Linked DNA regions of Sus scrofa: region 1 is linked to region 2. A link is a contact called in public Hi-C data. All regions are on one chromosome and are shown on one strand. Each heading gives the region's core, a stretch centred on a gene start, on an enhancer-like site or on the middle of the called end of the contact. The rest is flanking DNA. Distances are from core to core; before and after follow the strand shown. Region 1 holds the start of CLEC14A (C-type lectin domain family 14 member A). Region 2 has its middle 160 kb from the start of CLEC14A.

The links. Hi-C and Micro-C count contacts between places; a contact is called where the count stands out from the background.
Region 1: a contact with region 2 is called in a Hi-C map of retroperitoneal adipose tissue, with 2.5 times the contacts expected there. The contact joins the promoter of CLEC14A here to the enhancer-like site in region 2. A contact is called at or near these places in 1 of 5 promoter capture datasets (fetal liver), 2 of 47 Hi-C or Micro-C datasets (heart right ventricle and retroperitoneal adipose tissue) and 1 of 2 datasets of contacts at active chromatin or transcription factors (skeletal muscle).

Annotation. Positions count from the first base shown.
Region 1 is chr7:61,824,367-61,827,353 of Sscrofa11.1, forward strand. It overlaps CLEC14A (C-type lectin domain family 14 member A), which reads left to right and starts at 1,322. Exons shown (of 1, transcript XM_005666193.3): 1 at 1,322-2,987. The coding sequence starts at 1,690.
Region 2 is chr7:61,661,889-61,664,699 of Sscrofa11.1, forward strand. No RefSeq gene overlaps it. Among named protein-coding and RNA genes, the nearest start is that of CLEC14A, 160 kb to the right of the region's middle. Within about 2 kb of position 1,468, at least 3 of the 83 cell types and tissues checked have an H3K27ac peak or open chromatin away from gene starts, as enhancers often do. A contact at or near this core is called in retroperitoneal adipose tissue, where this site is marked.

The DNA.
Region 1 (2,987 bases), core at 72-2,571, 160 kb after region 2:
ACTCCTGTCCTTCAAATTGGGAAACAGCAGGGGTAGGAGAGAACACCTGCTGCAAAACTCCACAGTCAGCAAAAGCAAAGTAAGCATGATGATTATCCTTGGTGTTTACTATCATTTGTTAAGATATGTAGAATTTGCAAGAGGAGAGAGAAAGCAGTGGTTAAAATGGGGTAGGAGCACACAGATGTGATCCTGAAAACTTCCTTCCTACCCCTCCTCACTACCCAGAACAATCCAATCCGGAACAAGTGAGTTTAAAAGCAGCATGGTGGGCATTACCCACAGAGTGGCAACTTTCAAGCAGCATGGATAGTGAAGAGGGTTTAGTTGAAACTCCTTATGTATTTCTGATTGCAACTTATCTGGTCACTGTGAACCGAGAGAGATAATAGATTTTCTAAAATAATGCACAGTGTCTAAATTGCAAGAAAACCTTTCACAGATAGTGTGGTTTGACGTTCCTTCCTTTACTTGATTTTAATTCCTTGCTACTTTCAGTTGCATTGAAGTGTTTATACTAAAAACACTCATTGGAACACTGAAGAAAATGGCTCACTTATTTTTAAGCAGCAGAGCATTTTTCTTACAGTATGCAATACAAATTATAATATTTTAATTTCTTAAGGATTTTTAGCTCTCATTTCCCTTAGAGGGGACTTTTACAACTTACTGCTACAAATATTGGCACATAAGCATAGGAGAAAATATTAAAATAGTTCAAGGATAAAATCTACACATTGGGTAGTTATTCTCAAACAGGTCACAGTATCATTTATATATAACCTATAAGCTTGAAGAAATTCTCAGCCAATATAGCAGTCAGGAAACCAAACAACATAATTTAAGGTCTATGGCCATTATTTTTCATTTAGGCCTAGAAATACATTTCCTTTCCTGAATGAACCAATAGGGCCATTTCAAAGAGAAAGAAATATAAGGCAAGCGTTGGCAAAGAAGCAGGCTTTCCCCTTTATATACCCAAAAGGAACTCCTAAATTCTTTTGACTAGCAATTAGTACGCCTGAATCTCCCTCGACAGCACAGAGAAGCAGAGCTGGGAAGACTCTGGCAGCTACATAGCGCTGCCTCTGGTAGTGAGGAGAGATGTTTATAAGTCTCACAACATTTATTTCCTCCACAGTACAGGACAAAGGCTGGACCCGTCTACAAATTGTGCGGCCAACTCCATGGCTTTGGACCAAACACAATGGGCGGGCGTGGGCGGTCAGCAAGTTCCTCTTCTCCAGCCCTTCCTGCCAGTGTTCGCTATTAGGCTAAAGTATTCAGAGATCCGAGGTTCTGAAACTCTCTGGGGGGAGGGATACACTTCTTCCCAGTGGCGAAAGTTTCTTTTTCTCCTGCTCTACGCAGGGTGTTTGACCTTCTGGTGGAGGACTTCGTTCCCCGTGCCCTGGCGCCAGCTGTGTTCCTGACCCCAGAATAAATTAGGGCTGCACGGGGCCTGGCAGAACTCAGGACACATTTCCTGTCCCGGCCCAAGGGAAGCCGTTTGCCGCCAGGACCCTGGCGGGGATTCTTGGCGGTTGAGGGGCCGGGAGGGAGTAGGATGAGGCGGGGTGCGGGGGAAAGCCAGCTGTGGGGGGCGGTGACCAAGCTCTAGGGACAGCTCCAAGCCCTCGGGCGGGACAGATCCAAGCTGGGAGCAGCTGTAGGAGCTGGGCCTCCAAGATGAGGCCAACCCTCGCCCTGTGCCTCTTCTGGCAGGCGTTCTGGCCCCGGCCCGGCGGTGGTGAGCACCCCACTGCCGATCGCGCGGTCTGCTTGGCTTCGGGAGCCTGCTACAGCCTGCACCATGCTACCTTCAAGCGCCAGATGGCCGAGGAGGCCTGCAACCTACGGGGCGGGGTACTCAGCACGGTGCGCGGGGGCGCCGAGCTCCGTGCGGTTCTCACGCTCCTGCGAGCGGGCCCTGGACCTGGAGGGGGCTCCAAAGACCTTCTTTTCTGGGTGGCGTTGGAGCGCAGACGATCCCACTGCACCCTGGAGAATGAGCCATTGCGGGGTTTTTCCTGGTTGTCCCCCGACGACGTCGGCGAGTCGGAAAGTGACACGCTGCAATGGGTCGAGGAGCCCCAACGTTCTTGCACCGCTCGGAGTTGCGCAGGACTCCAGGCCACTGGGGGAATTGAGCCCGCAGGCTGGAAGGAGATGCGATGCCACGGACGTGCCAACGGCTACCTGTGCAAGTATCAGTTTGAGGGCTTGTGTCCCGCTCCGCGCCCTGGGGCCGCTTCTAACTTGAGCTACCGCGCGCCCTTCCAGCTGTACAGCGCAGCACTGGACTTCAGTCCCCCTGGGACCGAGGTGAGTGCGCTCTGCCCCGGACAGCTCTCCATCACAGCCACCTGCAGGGTGGATGGGGTCGGCGCACGCTGGGACGGGATACCCTCAGGGGCCGTGCTCTGTCCCTGTCCTGGGAGGTACCTCCGAGCTGGCAAATGCTCGGAGCTCCCTGACTGCCTAGACGACTTGGGAGGCTTTGCTTGCGAGTGTGCTGCAGGCTTCATGCTGGGGAAGGATGGACGTTCTTGTGTAACCAAAGGGGAAGGACAGCCAGGCCCTGGGGGGACGAGGGTGCCCACCTGGCACCCGCAAGCCACTGCAGCCAGCGCTGTACCTAAGAGAACGTGGTCACCCAGTGTCCAGGAGAAGCCAGGAGAGCTACCCCATGCCCCTGAACAAGGCAGCTCAGCAACATCTATTCCCGAGGAGATTCCTCGATGGGGAGCCCAGAGCACGACATCTACCCTTCACATGTCTCCTCTAACAGAGTCAAAGGCCGACAACACCTCCTCGGGAACTGTGATTCCCAAGTTTAATTCCACATCTTACTCTGACAATCCCCAGGCTTTCGATGCTTCCTCCACCGTGGTCTTCATACTGGTGAGCATAGCGGTGGTAGTGTTGGTGATACTGACCGTGACGGTGCTGGGGCTCTTCAAACTCTGTTTCCACAAGAGCCCTTC
Region 2 (2,811 bases), core at 218-2,717:
CTAGTTGTGCTCAGTCCTTGAATTTCTAGATTCTAATCCATGCTAGGGCTTTGGTGTATAATCAAAATGTAGTTTCCTGAGTCTTCCCTGGTAACAGAGACTGTAGCACTGTTTTTTCAAGCAAGGATTCTGATTGCTGATAATAATTTATTCATGAAGCCTAAAATCAAAGCTACCAGTATTTATTTTTTACTATGTTCTCAGTGAGTTTTAGAAAGCAGAAGTAATATGCTCTGCTTTGGGGGAGCTTCAAGCCAATGAGGAAATAATTGATGATAATCAGAGGCAGGTTCTATATTTCAACCTACAAGTGTAATGGGATACAGAAAAGGGGAAGATTACAGTCTTTGGAGTTGTAGGAGGGTGAGGTAGAGCTTACGGTGAAGAGTGTAGGGATGGATGTGATGGAAAAGGGAAATGCTTACAAGGAATGGAGAGAGGACCATCTTAGTTTCAGCAGATGTAGCTGTGAGTAAATCATGTGTGGAGGGATTAAAATATAGGTGGTTCGAAGTATAGGCATTGAGGAAGGAGCTAGTAGTGTGTGGCTAACAGTTGTACGCCACTGCTCCCTTTTTTAATGCCTATACTTCTTAATTTTTGTTGTAATAGAGACTTTGATTTCCAGGAAAGAAGTTTGGTCTTACATGGAGCAAAGGAATTCATGAGGAAAATGCAGTGTGTTTGAGTAGGCATAACAAGGCCTTTTGTTTACTCAGAGGTTGCAGAAGAGAGAAACTAGAGCTACTACGATCAAACAGAAAGTTACTGCAGCAGTTTAATATAAAGTAAAGAAGACCTAAGCCAGGGACTAGTAAACTTTTTCTGTAAAGGGTAAGGTAGTAAATAATTTAGACTTTTTAGATCATATGGTCTCTGTGACAACTATTTGATACAATATGTAAATGAATGAGCATGGCTGCATTCCAAAAATTTTTATTTAGAAAAAAATGGCAGAAGGCTGTATTGGGCCTGCAAGTCATCATTTACCGACTTCTAGCCTAAACCACAATGGTAACATGGAAATGAAAAGAAGAAACAATTTGAGATGTTGAAAAAATATTGCTATAGCCTACTATCTGCTTGAACAAGGGGCTAGAAGAGGAGGAGCCAAAGATTTCAAACAGTATATCCATCCTTGAAATAGTAGTGTGGGATTCATCAATACAGACATGATGAACTCACAAAAAGTTATTTTTCAAAGGAGAAGAATGTAAGGTTAAGGGCTGACTATTAGGATAGAGGGAGATGAAGTAGTGACTAGCCTCTGAGATGGTGTCAATATTCTGCTTCTTGATCTGGCTGCTATTTTTACTGGACTGTATAATTGGTGAAAATATATGAAGCTGTGTAATTGTGCTCTTTTGTTCCTTATTTTTCTTATACTTCAATAAACGTTAAGGGGGTTGAAAGAGAAAGTAAAACCAAGACAAAGAAATGACGATCAGAGAAATAAGAGAAGAACCAAAAGAGAGGGTAGAAGAGAAAGAACTAATCGGCAGAGCCAAAGAAAGAAGCAAGGTTAAGATGAGGGTGGAGAAGTGGGTTTGAATTTAACTAGGAGTTAAGAGATATCCTCCAAATGGTAGCTTCAGTGGAGCAGTATGATTGAAAATTAAATTCCAGGTTTTTAATCAGAAAGAAGGGAATAAGGAAAGGGAGAGAACTTTATTTAAAAACTCAAGGACAATGTAAATCAAAGGACAAAGGTAATGTTGCAGTGAAGGGAATAATAGAATAAACTTAGAGTTTTATTTCTGATTATTCTTAATGGGAAGGGTTATGTATGTTTGATTAAAAGGGTGATTAAACCAGTTTAAAAGATTGCAGATGTGAATAAAAGATGGAGAATATATGGGACAAAACAAGCTAGATCAGGATATATACCTCTAAATAACAAAAGGGTAACCTAATCAGAATGAAAGGCATGATAAATTAAGATAAGAAGTTACTCAGGAGAAGGCCAGATCTCTCCATAGTGTGAAACCATATGCCCAGTTTTGTTTGCATGTGTGTGTATGTTTAGGAGAGTTAATTTGGGGTTTGAAGGAAAGAGGAAAATCTACATCTTTAGGAATAAGTTAGTAAAAACTGACTTGGTATGGTTGTTAAAGGACAAAATATTCCCAAAAGAATTTCCTTGAATAATTGGCGGGCATTCAACAACATGACTATGAGTATGTTGGACGAGCATGTCCGGTTACAAATTCCGATAAATGATATCATTATTGTATTTTAGAGGAAATTCTACTTATTTGAAGGTCCGTCTTGATACTACAATTTTTCCTTTTAGTAAAGTTTATTTTATGGAATATGTATAATAAAGTTGAAAAAGGAATCTGGCATAGCTAATTTATAAACAAAAATCTCTAGTAAGCTCAAAACTATGAACTGGTTTAAATTTATAAAAACATTTAATAAAATGAACAAATATGGTGTGCACACACAACCTTAAAAATTCAGTGAATTTTTATATAATCTTAAAGAAGGTTGTATTGCACACATACACACAATACCATTAAAATTAGATTCCTAATTTTAAGGACTCTGATGTTTATTTAAGTGTTTTTTATAACTTGTAATTTACTTTGAAAATATGCCAGACTCCATAAAATCCAGTAAAATTAAGGCCATGAAGTAATAAATAAAAATCAAATCACTTTGTGAAATTGCATTATATGGGTATAATTGGATACACCTAGCTGCCTCATACTGATAGTTAATAAACTTTTTTTTCACATTGAAATATAATTATCAGTCCCCACTGAACTATGTGTGCAAAATTGATGAAACAGTTGAGCCTTAATGAAC